4 separate regions of the Mus musculus genome follow, and regions 1, 2 and 3 are each linked to region 4. A link is a contact called in public Hi-C and promoter capture Hi-C data. All regions are on one chromosome and are shown on one strand. Each heading gives the region's core, a stretch centred on a gene start, on an enhancer-like site or on the middle of the called end of the contact. The rest is flanking DNA. Distances are from core to core; before and after follow the strand shown.

The links. Promoter capture Hi-C pulls out the DNA fragments that hold promoters and counts their contacts. A called contact is a pair of places that touch in the nucleus more often than the background predicts.
Region 1: a promoter capture Hi-C map of liver shows a contact between it and region 4, with 5 times the contacts expected there. The contact joins the promoter of Coa5 here to the promoter of Kansl3 in region 4. A contact is called at or near these places in 5 of 39 promoter capture datasets (the C10 cell line, hippocampal neurons, liver and 1 more), 1 of 484 Hi-C or Micro-C datasets (CD4 T cells) and 1 of 9 other capture datasets (adipose tissue).
Region 2: a Hi-C map of muscle stem cells shows a contact between it and region 4, with 4 times the contacts expected there. The contact joins the enhancer-like site here to the promoter of Kansl3 in region 4. A contact is called at or near these places in 2 of 39 promoter capture datasets (cranial neural crest and hippocampal neurons), 1 of 484 Hi-C or Micro-C datasets (muscle stem cells) and 1 of 115 datasets of contacts at active chromatin or transcription factors (embryonic stem cells).
Region 3: a contact with region 4 is called in a promoter capture Hi-C map of liver, with 2.8 times the contacts expected there. The contact joins the promoter of Eif5b here to the promoter of Kansl3 in region 4. A contact is called at or near these places in 2 of 39 promoter capture datasets (liver and pre-B cells), 1 of 115 datasets of contacts at active chromatin or transcription factors (pancreatic cancer cells) and 2 of 9 other capture datasets (adipose tissue and liver).

Annotation. Positions count from the first base shown.
Region 1 is chr1:37,427,646-37,431,851 of GRCm38.p6, reverse strand. It overlaps Coa5 (cytochrome C oxidase assembly factor 5), which reads left to right and starts at 1,749. Exons shown (of 3, transcript NM_198006.4): 1 at 1,749-1,983; 2 at 3,427-3,510. The coding sequence starts at 1,885. It overlaps Unc50 (unc-50 homolog), which reads right to left and starts at 1,713. Exons shown (of 6, transcript NM_026123.4): 1 at 1,359-1,713; 2 at 276-559. The coding sequence starts at 555.
Region 2 is chr1:34,827,234-34,831,316 of GRCm38.p6, reverse strand. It overlaps Fam168b (family with sequence similarity 168, member B), which reads left to right. Exons shown (of 7, transcript NM_174997.2): 3 at 2,470-2,550. Among named protein-coding and RNA genes, the nearest start is that of Fam168b, 14 kb to the left of the region's middle. Within about 2 kb of position 1,841, at least 57 of the 459 cell types and tissues checked have an H3K27ac peak or open chromatin away from gene starts, as enhancers often do. A contact at or near this core is called in muscle stem cells, where this site is marked.
Region 3 is chr1:37,996,205-38,000,764 of GRCm38.p6, reverse strand. Eif5b (eukaryotic translation initiation factor 5B) reads right to left here and starts at 2,755. Exons shown (of 24, transcript NM_198303.2): 1 at 2,441-2,755. The coding sequence starts at 2,475. It overlaps Txndc9 (thioredoxin domain containing 9), which reads left to right and starts at 3,557. Exons shown (of 5, transcript NM_172054.4): 1 at 3,557-3,656.
Region 4 is chr1:36,366,393-36,370,875 of GRCm38.p6, reverse strand. It overlaps Kansl3 (KAT8 regulatory NSL complex subunit 3), which reads left to right and starts at 1,695. Exons shown (of 22, transcript NM_001310513.1): 1 at 1,695-1,771; 2 at 2,842-3,107. The coding sequence starts at 2,893.

The DNA.
Region 1 (4,206 bases), core at 500-2,999, 1.1 Mb before region 4:
AAGAGAAGGAATAAACCAACTCTGGGACGAACCCCATGCCCTACTTTCATACACTGGGTACAGTAGTTTACTCTGGCGTGTTACAGCCAGCACTAGGAAGAACTCCACTTTCTTTCTTGCCAGTTTTCTCATGTTTTAGAAAAGACAAACAAATCCCACAGCTTCACACACCCCAAGAGTCTGACCCGCCATACATTATCCCAAAAGATAAAGTTTCCTCTGAAAACCCCAATTTGTTTTTCTACTATACTGCTTGTAAACTGAGACACACTTACCACAGAGCCAGATACTTAAGAGGACTAAGAAGGCAGGGTCATCTCTGGCCCACTGGTCCTTTGTTTGCTTCCGGTAGTGAAAGTTTCTATAAACCCTCTGAGGAGAGGTAAACAGGTAGAGCATCTGCCATGCAGCAAACTCAAAGTCCATCTGCCGAAATCGAAAGAGCCTTCTGAGGTACTTGTAGCGTTTTGCTCCAGCCGTGTGCCTTGCTGCATCCCTGGAATTTAATACTCCATTCCCGTGCATCGAAGAACTCAAGGAAGTACTTGGTAGCATCTTCCTAGATGGAATGAGAACATTTCTCTTAGATGTAATCTTAAATGTAATTATTTGGCTACTAGAACTCCTCGTCAGCGCTATGACGTTTTCTCTTGCCACCTTCAGAAAGGATTAGGGGCCAGAAGCTATAGAGTTGGTTCTGGGGCTTGTCTAGGGGCTGGCCAAGGGTAATGCCATCAAGGCAGTACCACAAACTCCTGTATCACCTGAAACAAGCACTTAACTTCAGTCGATGGTTTCCCAACCTTCACCTCAATCAAGCCTTTGACAGCTGCAGTAGCTCACTACTGATAATGGAGGCCAAGGAAAAAGCAGCACAAGGGGGTGTGCAATGACGTCCTCATTAACACGGGACAATGACCGAACACTGGTTCAAAATTCCGTGTTTGTAATGACCAAGATTTAAAACAAACAAAAAGTTTAATCTAAAAGCAAGGTTACTGAAAAAGTAAGACACACAGTTTATTTGTACAAGTCCATCGGCGATGGCCAGCAAGTCCCTGGTTATTCAGAATGTGACAATAAAAATTACACTCCTTGATGGTTTTACTCCTAGGATGGCTGGGTAGGAGGAATAACAGCGCGAAGGGGCCAGTCCAACTAGTCCGAAGCTAAATGACTGCTGGTCACCGCCCAGCCTACCTGCCCTCCGCGGCGCGGCGCGGCGCCCCGCCCCGCCAGCAGGTCTCCATTACCCCAAGCCTCTGTCAACTAAAAATACAAACGGCCCAGTGACATTTGACTTAAGAACAAGCAACGACAAGGTTTCAGGGTGTGTGTCTCCTTGCAAAATTTCAGACCTGCTTAGAATAGAAAAACGGCTCTAATCCTGCGATTCCCACGTAAGCGGCTGTCTTTGGTTTTACCCAGCAGCTCCACGGCGGGCCTAGGACTCGAGCTGCCGGGCGCCGGCCGGTCCCTCGCCCAGCCGCTGAGACGCCAGGTCGCGAGCTAACCGTGGAAACGGCCGACGGCACGAACGCCACCCTGCGCACACAGAGCAGGCCGCACCTGAAGGCCCTCGAGGCCTCGTCCTGGGCCCGGGACTACCGCCACCTTCCCAGGGCAGCCGAGCCCAGCCGCCGCTGGGGCCACTTCCCTTCCCGCTACGTAGCCCGCACTTGCGGCGCTCTGTATTTACGTTACGGACACGCACTTCCGCCACGCGTGCGCATACCCTGAAGAGTCGCACTCCTGGCGGAAGTTGTTGAGACTTTCTCCCACCCTCGCCGGTAGCTTGCCAGTGGGCGTGTCCCACGCCCTTCCGGGCCGTGCGGGGTGACCGAGGGCCGTGATCCAGTGTGGTGAGGGCGGTGGGTCCCCGCCATGCCCCGGTATTATGAGGACAAGCCGGAGGGCGGCGCGTGTGCGGGCGTGAAGGAGGATCTGGGTGCATGTCTGCTGCAGTCTGCCTGTGTGCTCCAGGTAGCGGATCTGGGTGGCAGAGCTCAGTCAAGACTGGCTCCATGATGGCCTGCGAGGGGAGGTCACGTCGAGGGTAGAGGTCGCGCGTCCGCTCCTGACTTTGGACAGGTCTCTTGAGCTCGCATCCCCAGTTCTTACTGGTGTTAAGTGGGAGATAACTTACTACCCACCTAAGGATTTTGTAAACCTTCAGCCAGCTCTGTTCAGGAAGCGATCCCTGAGTGCTGGCACGCGCCACCAGAGACTCCCACTCTAAGGGCAGCTGCCAAGGCCTGTGCCTGCGCCGCATGGCTACTTGATCTGTGGTGGAGAGTTTTGGTTCCTTGGCTTCTAGAATATGGAAGTATCTCATGGTGTGCCATAGTTTCTCTCTGCCGATCTTTAACCTATCTTAAACCTATAGCATTGCATTCTGGGAGGAATTCAACATAAGCCTTTATACTATGTGCTGCCTTGGGAAACAGGCGAGGAATGAGAAGGGCTCAGAGAAACGTAGGGTATGAACTCAGATGATCACAACGTACCTTCCAGTGGGGGATAGTGAGGAGAAAGGGGAGTGGGGAGAAGGTTCAGAACTTTCTCAAAAATAGACTTCTTAAGATTTTATGACTCTTGGAAAACCAGAAAAGTTGAAACTTCCAGAGGGAACTCAGTATGGTTTTCCCATTACTGACCTTGACCTCAGAAGAGCAAGGCCTCTTGCCCGCTGACTCATCTCTCCAGCCCCTCCACCTTATTACTTGAGATAGCATGTCAGTGGACCTAATTGGCTAGCCTAACCAGATCTGCTTGGCTCCACTCCCATTCTGGGATAAACGACTTCTGCCACCATGCCCAGCTCTTTATGTGGGTGCTGAACTGGGAGCTCTCATGCACAGCAAGCATTTTCTTTACTTAGCCACTTTGCCAGCCCCTCCCTATTAACATTTATATACAGAGTTTAGTACTAACACTAAAAGGTCTTTATTTTAACACATCCAATTCATGGTTCTCATCCATAGGAAGGCTTATACAAACATTGACGATATGTCCTAAAAATCTTAGGCTCTGGGGGCTGGAAAATAGATGGCTCAGTGGTTAAGAGCACTTGTTGCTCTTACAGAGGGTCAGGATTTGGTCCTAGCAGCCATAAGGTGGTGCACAATCATCTATCCTCCAGTTCCTCCTGGTAGCCTCTTTGACATCCATAGGCACCAGGTCTGTATGTAGTGCATGTTTGTACATGCAGGCAAACACTCATAAAATTAAATTTCAAAGCAGACTCAAAATACTTACTTATTTGATAATCTTTACATTTGCTTTTCTTTAATCACCAAGGTTAATAAAAAGGAATTAAGAATTTTCTTAAGTCAACTTTAAAAAAAAAAACTACTTTCAGAAGAACAGTTGTCTGTGCTTTGTGGGACAGTCTTTCAGACATTCACATTGGTTTGTATATCACAGGAAGGAAAATCCCCACGGCAGTGTTTGAAGGAAGGCAACTGTAGAGCTTTGCAGTATTCCTTTTTTGAATGTAAAAGATCAATGGTAAGTGATGAACCATTTCAAAAGCTTATGTTACCTATACATAGAATTAAATGTGAATGATTTAATGGTCATACATCAGTTGTAGTGATATGGTTTGGATAATGGTGTGGGGACTCCAGTGATGAACATAGAGCAAGCATACCATGTTATCCTGTAGAGCAGCTGGCCCTCATGGTTTCCTGAAAGCTGGAGGATGAGGTCTCAGCAAGTCCTAAATAGGAAGAGCTGACCTCATGAATTCAGGTCATTGGCAGTTGCACACAAGCCTAGCAGGCTGAGGACAGCGTTGGCACTTCTGTCTTACACGGCCAGGAAGAAGTGTCAGTGCTTGAGTTTTGGCGTGAAAGATGGTGGCAGGAGGTCCCCAAATGACATCACTGGTGCCTGGGCAATATGCTACCATTCCACGACTTGAAAGATCTATACAGGTCTTTAGGATGGAAACAGGCTTTTCAAGGGGGAAAAAAATGTGAAGCAGAAATGTGAGCTTTCCTTGAAAGAGGCGCACCCTTGAGTCTGAGCCTATGTCTGCTGGCTTTGGGACTACACTGAGAGCTCATCGCCTGTGTTCATAAAGAAACAGAGGGTGCAGAGGTTCAGCACGAAGGAGACCGAAACCCAATATGGCTGCTGTGTCTCCTGGGTGACAGCTCTCCACCCTAGTCCTGCCACTTACGGAGGGCCTCCCCGTGCAGT
Region 2 (4,083 bases), core at 592-3,091, 1.5 Mb after region 4:
TCAGAGCTGCAGCCCTGTGTGTTTGTGCTGCCCAGGAGATGGACTGTGTTCATTTTAGGTCTTAGTGAGGAGTAGCATGAGTTTGTATGCTGAAGTGATGGAGCAGGACGGGTATAGCAGGAGCAAGCCTCCTCGGGAGATGAGAGGGTGGTGTTGATGCCCACACAGCTGTGTCATGAGTCAGTCCATTAGACTTGGTGCCTGCTAACTCACTGTTGGAAGGCTGGGATGGACTCTGGTCACAAGCACTGGTGTAGATGGTTTCCTGAGGATTATGAGGGAGGCATGAGGAAATTTTCTTGTGTGTGTGTGTGTGTGTGTGTGTGTGTGTGTGTGTGTGTGTGTGTGTGTGTTATGGCCTATGGAATTTGATCTAGTTAGTGGCATTTCTGGTTTAAAAAAAATTATATCATAAAAGGTTTTTGCTCCTAACTGGTTCTCTGGTACCTAAGCAGTATCCTGCTTAGGGTGAGTTGATACTGCTTGACCTGGTTTGCTTTGGGCCTCTGGGTTGGTCCATAGGACATTGGTGAAAATCACTTCCCTGCTGACCAGTACTGCCCACTCACTGTCTGACTGACTGAAGAAGGCAAGTGGGAAAGAAAGAGTCCAGAAGAGAGCCTGACCAGTTGTACCAAGGTAGAGGAAGATCCAATTGAAGACCAAGGGGAGGAGTGTGGAGGCTCCAGCTTCATGCAGGAGAAGAGAACTGAGCCCTTGTAGGGGTTCCTGTGCACTGTGGAGGGGTGACTTCATTGCAGCACAAACCTTAGGCTTGTTTAAGAAGGCTTTGGGGAGGTCAGATTTCGAAGCAGGAGTATCATCAAGAATCTGGCCTTTAACGGCTTGTCACCCTACCCTGTGGATTACTGGGGCTGGTTTAGATGATCTGACTGGCTAAGCAGGTGCCCCTGCTCCCTTACCACTCCTGAGTGCTCCTCCCCAAGTTACACACTCAGGGGACTTTGCCTGACAGAGGAATGGTTTTCAGCTAAGACAGTGGTTCTCAGCCTGTGGGTCTCAACCCCTCTGGGGTTCATGCAAGTTGAATTCTTTTTCCCCTTATTGGGGTTTTGCTTTTCTATGTACATTTATGTGGGGCCCTGTGGCTGAACGACCCTTTTCACAGGGTTTGCTTGAGACCATCAGAAGACAGATAATTACATTACAATTCATGACAGTAGCAAAATTATAGTTATGAAGTAGCAATGAAAGTAACTTTATGGTTTACCCTCACCATAGCATGAGGAGCTAACTGTATAGAAGGGTCTTAGCATTAGGAAGGTTGAGAACTACTACTCTAAGGTTTTATGAATGGCTGCTTTATTTACCCTGCTAGATCTGCCACATGAGGGGCCCGAGGCCCAAGATGAAGGTGCCTGCCCCTAAGCACAACAGCTGGATTTCAATCCCTAAGACCCACATCAGGGAGGAGAGAATCCTGTGCCATCCTTTCAAAGAAAGGAAACTGATCTTACTTAGATATGGATTCTGATTGTATTTTCTTATTCTGGGTTTCTTTGAGGTTAATTATAGCCTTTTTATTAAAAGACTTGAGTTTAATGATCCTGACATCCTGGGCTCCTAACTGGCCAACTTGAACTGAGGAAGCTGGGAATTAGAAATTCAGAATGTGAGGATGCCTGAAATGAAGTTAGAAGTTTGAAATAGTCTGAATCAAGAACAAAATTTACTAGCTTTTAAATAAAACAATCTGGCTCTTTCTTTGTAACTGCCCCCCTCCCCCCATCAGCAAAAAGTGGGCCCTAGGGTGGGTTTAAGTTCACTTTGAATTCTGGTTCTTTGTGCAGTGGAGCCTGGTGAGGATAATGACATAGTGCAGGATGCTGAACACTCTTGTTGACTCACAGATGATGTGATTCTGGGGTGGAACTGCCAGGGGTGTTAGGTTTCGAGAGGAATTCTTTTTCCTTTCTCCCCTCTTCCATTTTTACTCTCCCTTCTTTTCCTTCTGCTTAAAATTGTGACTTAGCTATTCTTTTTTACCAGACAGGGTCTTGCTGTGTAGCCCTTATTGTCCTGGAACTAAGTTATCTACTTACCTTTGCCTCTCACATGCTAGAATTAAAGATGTACACTATACCCAGCGTTACTTGTTGGCTCTTACATGGTTATTTTGGCCCAGGGATTGACTCTAGGCTCTCACACATGTTAAACTGCTCTGTGCCCTAACTTGCACTAGATGCAGCTGTTCTGGACAGTGGATTCCTGCCTGATTCCCACACCACCACCCCCACTCCCGCCCCAGTTGTGGAGTGTGAACATTTAATTATAGATCTAACAGTCTAGGTTATGTTGGTGACTCGTCACAATTCTAAGAAGAGAAGCTGACTAGAGATGATTTTGTTTTGAGCAGGTTGTGTGGAAGTCAGAAACAGTGAAGAGGCATGGTGGTCAGGTGGTTGCATTTCCATTGATAATGCTGTTGTGCTGTCTGTCTCATTGCAGCTGGTTTTCCTGTGGGCTATGCAGCAGCACCTGCCTATTCTCCTAACATGTACCCTGGAGCGAATCCTACCTTCCAAACAGGTATGTACTGCATGACACAAGTCTGTGGATCTGGAGAGGAAGTATGGAACTGGACTTTGTGGTGGGGTGGCTATCTACATTCATAAATGAACTTGTTAGTGGGTGTGATCAAACTTCAGGTCTCAGTGCATATAAACTTTGCTCTATTCAGTTTCTCAGATCTGCCCGCCAGCCTCTGGGCTGTACAGGTAATTCTTTGTGCCTGATACCTTTCTTATGATAGGATATCCTACAAGGACTGAAGACCATTTTGTCACTGAGTTCTGCCCAGGGTGCTCTGGTTATATTTTTAAAATCAAATTCTACTTTACATACACAGGACATGCAAATATTTTCAGATTTGAGAACTTGCTGGTTAAAATTGAAAATGAGTTTGTTTTGTTCTGAACTACATAAAGATTATTTAGTAAGATTTCCTCCTGCACCCTCTAATGTTAGCTGTCAGCTTCTCTTGGGCTTTACTTACTGGGACAAGACATTGTGATTCCATGAGATGTGCTGGCTCATGCTTTGACATAAGAGCTGAGCTTGTCCCATGGGAGCCGGCTGTTGAGGCTGCTGGGCCAGTGCTTTCCTCACACAGCTCTAGGCCTGCAGTTGCTTTGGGTAGAAGAGGAAGCCGTGGTGCCCTGCTGTGAGTGCCTTCCTTGTGACTTCCTTCCTTCCATAAATCTGCCCTCTCACCCATCTCTTGTGCGCCTAGCCTTCTGCCCTTCTAGGCGTGTGTTCCTGTTCACCATAGTCATGTGATCGTACACAGCCGTGCAGGCAGAAGTTTAATAATTTCTCATCTCTGGGAGCCAAGAGTCTCTCCTTTGGTCTCCTCGCTCTTTCCCAGAGTGCCTTCTTAGAAAGCTCCTCCCTCTTGTGATGTTTCTGCCTCCTTTTCACTCCTTGCCCTCCTACACCTGTCACTGAGACTGTGTGGCACATCTTCAGTAGTTTCCCACCGTGCTACTCAGTAGGGCGTCCACAGTTCTGCCACCCTGTTTCTGTTTTAAGGCACTTTATGTTTAAACAGTGCTCCTGTATATATAATTAACACACTGCCCATAATGTGCATTTGATCATTTCTGCTGTGAAGTGTACATCTATCACAGGTGGCAGGGAACATACCTGTTTGGGCAAATTTGGTTCTGTCAAAGAATCATACATGTGTTTTCTCTTGTTATAGATGAGTTGTGGTTTCTAATTTTTTTGGTAAATGGAATCACACAGAAGGTACTGGGTCATTTTTGGACTGCCGTCTTTTACTGGGCCTAAGTACTTGGACTCTCTTGTGGTAGTACCTGTTCCTCCTTCCTCCCTTCTGTTGTTAGCTTGTGCCCTCTGTATGGAAAACATCAATTGCTTATTTGTTGGTCAGCTAATGGCATTTATACTGCTTGAGTTTGGGAGTTTGTATTTAAAAATTCATTTAGCAAATGAAGTTTTCTGGGTGTTACAACTCTATGGGTATGTGCTTTCATTGTGTTGAGTAACTACAAAGGGGTGAAGAAGCTGATTTAGGGCAGGTAAGAGTCTGCCACAAAC
Region 3 (4,560 bases), core at 1,506-4,005, 1.6 Mb before region 4:
GTGAGTTCCAGGACAGCCAGGGCTATACAGAGAAACCCTGTCTCAAAAAACAAAACAAAGAGCCGGGCGTGGTGGCACACGCCTTTAATCCCAGCATTCGGGAGGCAGAGGCAGGCGGATTTCTGAGTTCGAGGCCAGCCTTTTCTACAAAGTGAGTTCCAGGACAGCCAGGGCTATACAGAGAAACCCTGCCTCGAAAAACCAAAAAAAAAAAAAAAAAAAAAAAAAAAAAAGAGTATCATTTAAACACACACACACAAAACAAACAAACCCAGAAAGCTGTGTGTTTGTTTCCCCAACCCTAACACCCCATATGAGGTACCGAAGTTTTTTAAAAGCCAGGCAATTTTAGTGATCAGGGCAGAGCCCCAGACTGCTTGATCCACACTGGGGAAAGGCGCCTGAGCAAGGATCTGGTAAGCACTAGACCATGCAACATAAACCTCACAGGGTGCACTGCCATCAAAGTGAGCCAAAGGGATGCACCAAGAGCCTGTTCTCAAATGGTTAGTGTGTTAGTATACCAAGAGTGGAGCTGGATCTCTTCTGTTCTAAAGATTTCCCACAGGGGAAAATCTTTTATAAACAAATCTTTACTAAAACTGCAGACAAAAATTAGTATCTTTCCTTCCAATAGCTTTTCTCCATCGTTAAAAAGTCCGAAAGGTAAGTAAAAACTAGAAACTGAGTAACAAAAATATGGATTTTTTAAATTTAAACTTGGTATAAACATGAATCAAACAGATAAACTGGAAAAAAAAAAACTTTAAAAACTCAAGGAAGCCTCCTAGTAATCTACTCCTGTAATTCCTTACAAGGTGAAGGAGAGTCAGGAGGTTCAAGGAAGCCCCTCTGGCCACACAGAGAAGCAGCCAGGCTAAGCTGTGTGAGACCCAGTTTTAACAACTCTAAAAAACGCTATCAGGGAAAACAGAAACTAGCTTTAGAGGTAAGAAAACAGTTCCTATTCCTTAGTCCAATCCAACTGTGGTTGTCTTGTTACATTTCTACAGGGCCCCAGCACAACCTTTATCTTCCAGATACACCTGACGTTTGTACACATGAAAGGCCTCAGATTTGGTTTAGACTGTCCAACAAGTGGGTATTTTAGAACTGGCCAAGTGATGATGTTTGCAGACCGGCAAAGGCAGGGTAGGGTGATGATTTAACACAGAAACAGACAATGCAGAGTACATACATAGATAGATGACTGATAGAACTCAAAATTCTTCTCAGAAAAATATAAATAAATAAAATGTTACTCACGTATGCCAATGTCCTACCAAAGGTTCAGGAATATCTGCTTACCTCTTTTTATTCTCCTGATTTGACTAACAGTAACTTTCAGGCCACTCTTTGAGAAGCCCTACCCCCATTCTAGAGGAAGTTCTCAGCTTCCCTGCTCTACAGAACCCTCCTCTGTTGTCCCTCTTAATGCTCACATCTAAATCTGTAATAAACCCTGTTCCTCATAAACACTAACTCTGCCACAAGAAACCCAGAATCTATTCCGCAGACCAGTTTACATTCTCCAACAGACCTAAAACCAAAATACAAGCCTAGTCTTTAAATTCTTCTTGCCAGATAGCCAACTGCGAGGTCCACACACTTAAGTGTTCCGACATACACTTCAACAGCTTTAACTTCAAAACCATGTCTGTGTGAGCCACAGCGATGAAGTGCCACAAGGCTTGGTTTTGTTTTCGGTTACCTGTAGTGTTTTAAATTAAGTTGAATGGCCATTACTTAAAGATGAAATGGAACAGATGGTTGCAGACGCCCAGGAAGTCAACTCAACTGAAAAGGGTAAAAGAACTTAATCGAACGTGGCACAGGCATGCTCCCCAAATCTCCGCCTAAGTAGCTCATAAACACACACTCCTTCCCCTGAAAAGGCTTTTTCTTTTAAGGTTAGAAAGCAGCGACCCTTGACTGGTTTCTTCCCCTCCTCCTTTCTTAAGGGAAGCGGTAGGAAGCCAAGACATACGCAAAAAAAAAAAAAAAAAGAGGCCGGAAAATGGAAAGCCAGAAAGCAGGACTGGGCAACCGGGACTTTAAATAACCCCAGAAGTGTTTCCAACTTGGCACACGGGAGGAGGGAGCCGCTGGGCTACCTCTCCGCAACCCCGAGCACCTCCGAAGTTCCTGAGCCGCTCTGGGAGGCGTTCCCAGGGCCAGGGGAGGCGAGGGAGCCGTTCCCGGCCCGCCCCACCCGGGCTCTCCGGGCCCGGCTCGCACTCACCTGGGCCGTAGGCCTGGCTTAGCAGCGCCCGAGCCCGGCCCCACACCGCCCGGACCCCCAAACGACCTCCGAGCCCCTCAGCCCCACGCCTCGGACCCCAGCCCGAGCCCCGGCCGCGGGACGCGCCCCGTCGAGGCTCGCCCATCCAGGGCCCCGCGCGACTCCCGGAGGACCCCCGGCCCGAGCCCCGCCGCCTACCTGTCTTCGCTCTTGTTTTTCTGTTTCTTCCCCATCGCTTGTCAACGGCGCTCGCGGCCCCGGCCCCTCGGTTCGGTGTCTCACAGACCCACTGTCTCCCGGCTGACTCCAATGCCCGCTCGGCTCGGTCCCCCTCGCGCCGCCGCCTCTCGCACCCGGCTCTCCACAGACCCGCGCACTGGGACAGGGCACATATGGTGTGAGCCCTCAGTACGCAAGCGCATCGCCCCGCCGCCTCGGCGTGGGGACGCAGGGCGCGGCTCATCGAGAGCGGCGCTTCGGCTAGAGCGTCTCCAGTAGAGCCGCCGGCCAGGTGGGAACCCAGGCGCCCCCTCGCCGCAAGTGAGCGCCGCGCACCGACGTCCGGCGGATCCCGGGTTCTAGAACCTAGAGGACGACAATGAGGCCGTTCATTTCTCACGTCGGCACCCTTCCCGGGGCTGGCTTTCGACGCAGAAGTGGGACTGAAAATTCTCCCCTGCCTACGCGGCCTCAGCTGCGGGAAGTCCATTACAGGACCACAAAGAGTCAATGATGAGCGTTCTGGGGGTGGCAGGACAAAAAATGGGATCCCTCTCAGAAACACTCATGAATTGTCAACTGTGTACATTTATTAAGGGGAAAAAGACATAAGGACACAGCAACGGGTCCCCTAATATGAATCTTCGTATGAGCAAGTTCTAAAAATTCATGTGCCTAAGAAAGTCAGGAGGGAAGATCCTGGCATGGTGAAAATTTTCTCCATGTTTCGGGGCGATGTTACTAGTGTGAGCTGTGTATAAATTATAATGTACTGTAAGCTACACTTTCGAAACTATTAAACACAACGAGAAATGAAGCCCCTCTGTCACTCAGGCTCAAGACCCGGCTCGTTTCCCGGTAGAGCCGGGACCCGCAGTCAGTGCACAAAGAACTACAATTCCCAACGTGCCTAGCGCCCATCCCTCCGGCCATTAGCCCACGTGAAGCGTAGGCTCGGAAGCCAGTAGTTCCGGGTGGCGGAGGATAGGGCTTCTCCGAGGCTTTCGTCACTCGCCACCGCCCTTTCCGCGAGTGTCTCACATTGTATCGCGAGAGGACTGTAGCCAATGAAGTGGCGGAGTTAACAGCCCCTTCTCTGCCCTTAACAATTGCTGCGAGGTTGAAACCTGTGTGAACCCGGTGGGTATTCTTGATCTGCGGCTTCCTCTCTCCGTAGGCCTCATCAATAGTCCAGGTACGGCTGAGGGTGATGTGGCCGATAGTGCCACAGCGTCCCAGTGTTGATGAAGGACACATCCTCGGCTGGGATCGAGGGAGCGGCTGGGAGGGCCTCGTCTGGGCGGCTGCGGAGGCTACGGCGCATGCGCCCCAGTTAGTGCGAAATCGGGTCCCCCCGGAACTACTCCACCAGTCTCTTGAGCTCAGGGAGTGGCGAAGAGTCTGCTGACAGGTACATGGGGTTAGGGTTTCGGTTAGGAGTTTGTAGGGGAGTACATAGGTGTCAGGGCCCCCAGTTCGTCGGTAAGAATAATACTCGATTTGGTTCAATAAATAGAAAGTTATGTCCTTACCCCCAATATAAAGGCAGTGACCACCTCCGCCTAATTCAGGGCAGCACTTTTAGTCGCGTGAAGCTCCGCATTTAAACGTAAAGGTCTCCTGTGAAATTCTCGGTGATAAACGAATACTGTGATGCAGATTCTGAGTGGCTGGTCTCGGATCCTTCTCTCTCTTCCCCGAGTTAGGGATCCTGGGAGTACAGCTTCTTTTCAGTTGTATAGTATTTATGAGAAGCTGACAGTTGGAGTTTTTAAATGACCTTATGTAGCCCAGGCCTATCGCTCCAAATATGAGGTGTGACCCTTATGCTTCTGCCCTTGAGAGCTGAGGTTGTAATCATGAGCCACCATGCCCAGGCTTATTTTGTGTGTGAGCTGATTAGTTTTAGCTGTCAACTTGATAGAATAATCTACGGTCACCTAGGAAGAAAGACTCATTGAGAAATTGGGTAGATTAGGTTGGCCAGTGGGCATGGCTCAGAGAGTAGGGATTGTCTTGGTTGCATTAATTAATCTACTCCCAGATTAATGTTGTTCTCCAGCAGATGTTGGACACAAGTAGACGTGTGTGTAATTACT
Region 4 (4,483 bases), core at 446-2,945:
AAAGAAGAGGGGCAGAAGAGTCAGAAGTTCAAGGGCAACCAGGAAGTGGTGGGCATGCGCAGAAGACGGATCTCTGTGTTTGAGGCTAGCCTGGCCAACAGAGCTTGTTCCAGGACAGCAGGGCTCCATAGAGAAACTCTGTCTCAAAACACAAAACAAAAACAAAAACAAAACAAAAACAACCAACCAAACAAAATCAAAACCCAAATCGAACCAAACCATCAACCAAATTCAAGGTCTTCCCTGGCTGCATAGCTAGAATGAGCCTAGCCTGAGATACATGGGACCCTGTCTCTCCATCCCCTCCATAAATGAAAAAACAACCAATAACACTGAGTTCTAAGACCGGGAGGTGGGGGTCGCTCATAGTAATTGCCATCAAGAAATCAATGGAGCTCTTGACAGGTGGCAGAAATAATTGACTGCATTCCCCTGGCAACCTGGTGAATCAGGGTTTAGGCATTTGCACATTTCAAAGTTGAGAAAAAGGCTGAGCCAAGCAGTTAAAAGTCGAACCTTAAATTCATTGTTTTTAATAGCTGAGTAGTACTCCACTGTGTAAATGTACCACATTTTCTGTATCCATTCCTCTGTTGAGGGACATCCGGGTTCTTTCCAACTTCTGGCTATTATAAATAAGGCTGCTATGAACATAGTGGAGCATGTGTTCTTATTACCAGTTGGAACATCTGGATACATGCCCAGGAGAGGTATTGCTGGATTCTCTGGTAGTACTATGTCCAATTTTCTGAGGAACCACCAGACTGATTTCCAGAGTGGTTGTACAAGCTTGCAATCCCACCAGCAATGGAGGAGTGTTCCTCTTTCTCCACATCCTTGCAAGTATCTGCTGTCACCTGAATTTTTAATCTTAGCCATTCTGATGGTGTGAGGTGGAATCTCAGGGTTGTTTTGATTTGCATTTCCCTGATGATTAAGGATGTTGAACATTTTTTCAGGTGCTTCTCAGCCATTTGGTATTCCTCAGTTGAGAATTCTTTGTTTAGCTCTGAGCCCCATTTTTAATGGGGTTATTTGGTTTTCTTTAGTCCATGTTTTTGAGTTCTTTATATATATTGGATATTAGTCCCCTATCTGATTTAGGATTGGTAAAGATCCTTTTAAATACCTAATTAAAAAAACCTGGGGGAAAAAAAAATTGAACCTTACATCTGTCCTCTGCCTCATCTTCCACCTCATCCTAGTCTGAGCTGTACCAGTTTCTTATTAAACTCCGCAGAGCCCTAGAATTGTATCCCAACATTCTGCAAAGCTTTCCCTCCCTCTCTTCATCTCCCCATCTCTCTGGTTTGCTTTGAGGTCTTGAGACAGGGTGTCATGGTGTAGCTCAGGTTGTTCTGGAACTCACCTCGATCCTCCTGTCTCAGCCTCCAGAGAGTGCTAGGATTATAAACCCCGATGGGCTGAAATAAACCCCACCCGCACACTGCAAATTGAACCCAGCTCTGTAACAGGGAAGGGGACACCGAGCGCTGGGGTGGTCTGAACTATCTTGCTCTTTGTCCTCACTTTTCCCACAGAAAACGCAGAGGGAGAACGTCTCTGCCCCGGGAGTCGCGCGCGCTTTCCGCGTTCCCCACAGGTTAGCCAGGTCCCGGGCGCGGATCCGCTCCGGGCTTTGCCGCTCGCCGCCGCGCGGTTCCGGGAGAGCGATCTGCTTCCGCGTTTTCCTCAGAGCCCAAGGCGCCGGGAGGTAAGGCGCACGCGCATTGGGGTCCGGCTCGGGCGAGCGCGCGGCCGACAACTGCGGGTGAGACGCGGTTTTGCCCCGGCGCGGGTGGTGGCCCGTGGGGTTCCAGGCGTTGGGCGGCGGGCTCGGAGAAGCCCTCGGGGCTCCGCGGGCATGAGGGGTCGGGGGCTGAAGCCGCGGGCCAGGCCGGGCCGGCCGGGCGGGGCGCGGGAGGCAGACGCGGCGCTGGGGCGGCCGAGGCGCGAGGCCGAGGAGGGCCCCGGGAGGGGAGGTGGGGCCGGGCGGCTCCTCCTCGCCGGGAACTCGGGATGACCTTGGCCGAGTCGTCCGGGCTCCGGGGCCGCCGCCCGGGTGGGCCGTTTTGAGGTTCTGCGGTTCCGTGGCGGGAACCTCTCAGAGGAGCGGGCCGTTTGCTGGGCGCCTCGCCGAGGGAGGGCGAAGGAGGAGAGGCCTTCTGAGGGCCCGGCCGGGCTGAGGGCGGGCTCTAGTTTTTCTCTTCCCAAAACTCCGGAGTACCATGAGGTTGATGCAAACCTTTGGTGGAGCGTGACCCTAGGAGAGTCCCCTTGACCTCAGCCCAAAGCAATGAAGCTTGGAGGCCCGCGGTGCCCGCCTGTTGTGCTGGGGCCACCCGAGCAGACCAGCCCTGCCCACGTCCTGTTTAGGGGACGAAAAGTAGGGACCTTTAGCTTTTGATGAATTCATGTTTGTGATCCCTCTGGTTTGCAAAAACCTTTACCACCCAGGAAGAAAATTGCCCAGCAAATTTAGGTTTTTGTTTTTGAGATGGGATCTCAATATATTGCTCTGGCTGTCCTGGAACCCACTCTGTAGACTAGGCTGCCCTTGAACTCCCGGAGATCCGTCTGCTTCCGCCTCCCCAGTGCTGGGATTAAAGGCGTGCGTCACCACGCCTTGGCAATTGCAAAGGTCATGTTTTTGTGAACTGTGGAGTCTTGTCAGTTTACAGTTATAAAATTGTGTATGGCACCGTTCTGTTTGGTGGCGGTGTGGGAGGACACATAGATGTGCATAATCAAAGATCGAATGCTGAGCATAAAGACATGTTTTGATAGTGAAAGTTGGGAGAAATGGAAGCTATTGAATTCACAAGCCCCCTTTCACTGCAGGTGACTAGCATGCAGATATTCACACCCTGACTTGGCTGCTTGACTACTGACATGGCCCACCGGGGTGGGGAGAGGGACTTCCAGACTTCAGCTCGGCGGATGGGTACCTCCCTGCTCTTCCAGCTTTCAGTGCATGAGCGGGAACTGGACCTCGTTTTCCTGGATCATAGCTATGCAAAACCGTGGAGTGCCCACCCAGATGCCAGTAGTGCCCGCCCCACCCGCATGCTCTTTGTAACCCCCCGTCGGCAGCAGGAGAATACTATGTGAGTTTGAGAATACCATGTGAGTTTGGGTTTCCTTCTTAAGGAAGTGATGCGTGGCGGGGCTTAGATGTTCTTAGGAGTGATTGGGGCTGCAGGGTGAATGGAGAGCTTGGATGAGCAGCATCAGAACGGCAGGGCAAAGTTGGACACCTACACAGACATTGCCAAACATGAGTTAGGAAAGGGAGATGCGCAAAGGAAAACAGCCTAGCTTGCTTAGTTCCCAGTAACTAGATAATTCCTTCTTCCCTTTACTGCAGCATCTAGTTTGTTTGGCAGTGGCTACAATCTATCATTGAGTCTCTGGCTTCAGTGCACAGATTGGGAGACAGTTCCCAAAACATTGCTTTCAATTCTTACCTCCTTACAAAAAGCCACCTGTGGGTTAATCTAAACCCTTCCTAAGTAAGTCTCTTTATCTTTCCAGCCACCCTATGTCAGGGGGCAAGAACATTTCAAAAATGTACTCTCTGATAAATGATTTGATTATATTTGACCTAACTAATTAATTTTGAACCTTCTGACTTCACTCGTATCAGGATTTGTTGAGACACTCTTTTTCTGATCATTACAAATTTTAAGATAGGAGATTTTGTGTTTGTTTTGACTTCATGTTTAATCTTTCCTCAAGCACAGGTTATTTTTGTTTTGTTTTGGTGGGAGTTGAGATCTTGTATTTGGGTTCTATACACACACACACACACACACACACACACCCCTCTCTCTCTCTCCAGACAGTAAGTAGTATGAACTCTGATCTTCCTGCCTGCACCTCTCAGGTGCTCGGATTATAGATCTGTGTTACCTCCATCACTTGGGTCTTACTGTGTACCCCTGGCTGGCTTTGAGCTTGCTGTGTAGTTCAGGTTGGCAGCCTCCCTACGTTCCGATTGCAGTCATTGCTGTGGCTTAGAGTAATAGTTTGCTTATTTAAGATAGGGTTTCTCTATGTAGCCCTGGCCATCCTGGCACTCTCTATGTAGATCAGGCTGGCTCACAGATCTGTCTGCTTCAGCCTCCCAAGTGCAGACCTGTAATACCTCCCAGCTCAGAGGAGTTTTTCTTTCCTAATGATAGTAACAGGTTTTTGGCTTTCAGTTTCCTCATCGTCCATGAGCCGTGACTTTAGGGGAACATTCTAGCATAATCCTGATCCTTCTGGCCTGGGGATAACTGAAAACCGCCTTTAAGTAGAATTTGAATTTTTTTTTTTTAACTATATAAAACTTCCTGCTTTGTGTTTGTATCTTAATGACTCTTTTATTTTTGATGAGAATCAGTGATTTAGGAACCAAATTACTGTATTGGAAAATTTATTTTATTTTTAATTGTGTTTATGAGTGTGGTATGTTCATCGAATACCAGTGTCCTCAGAG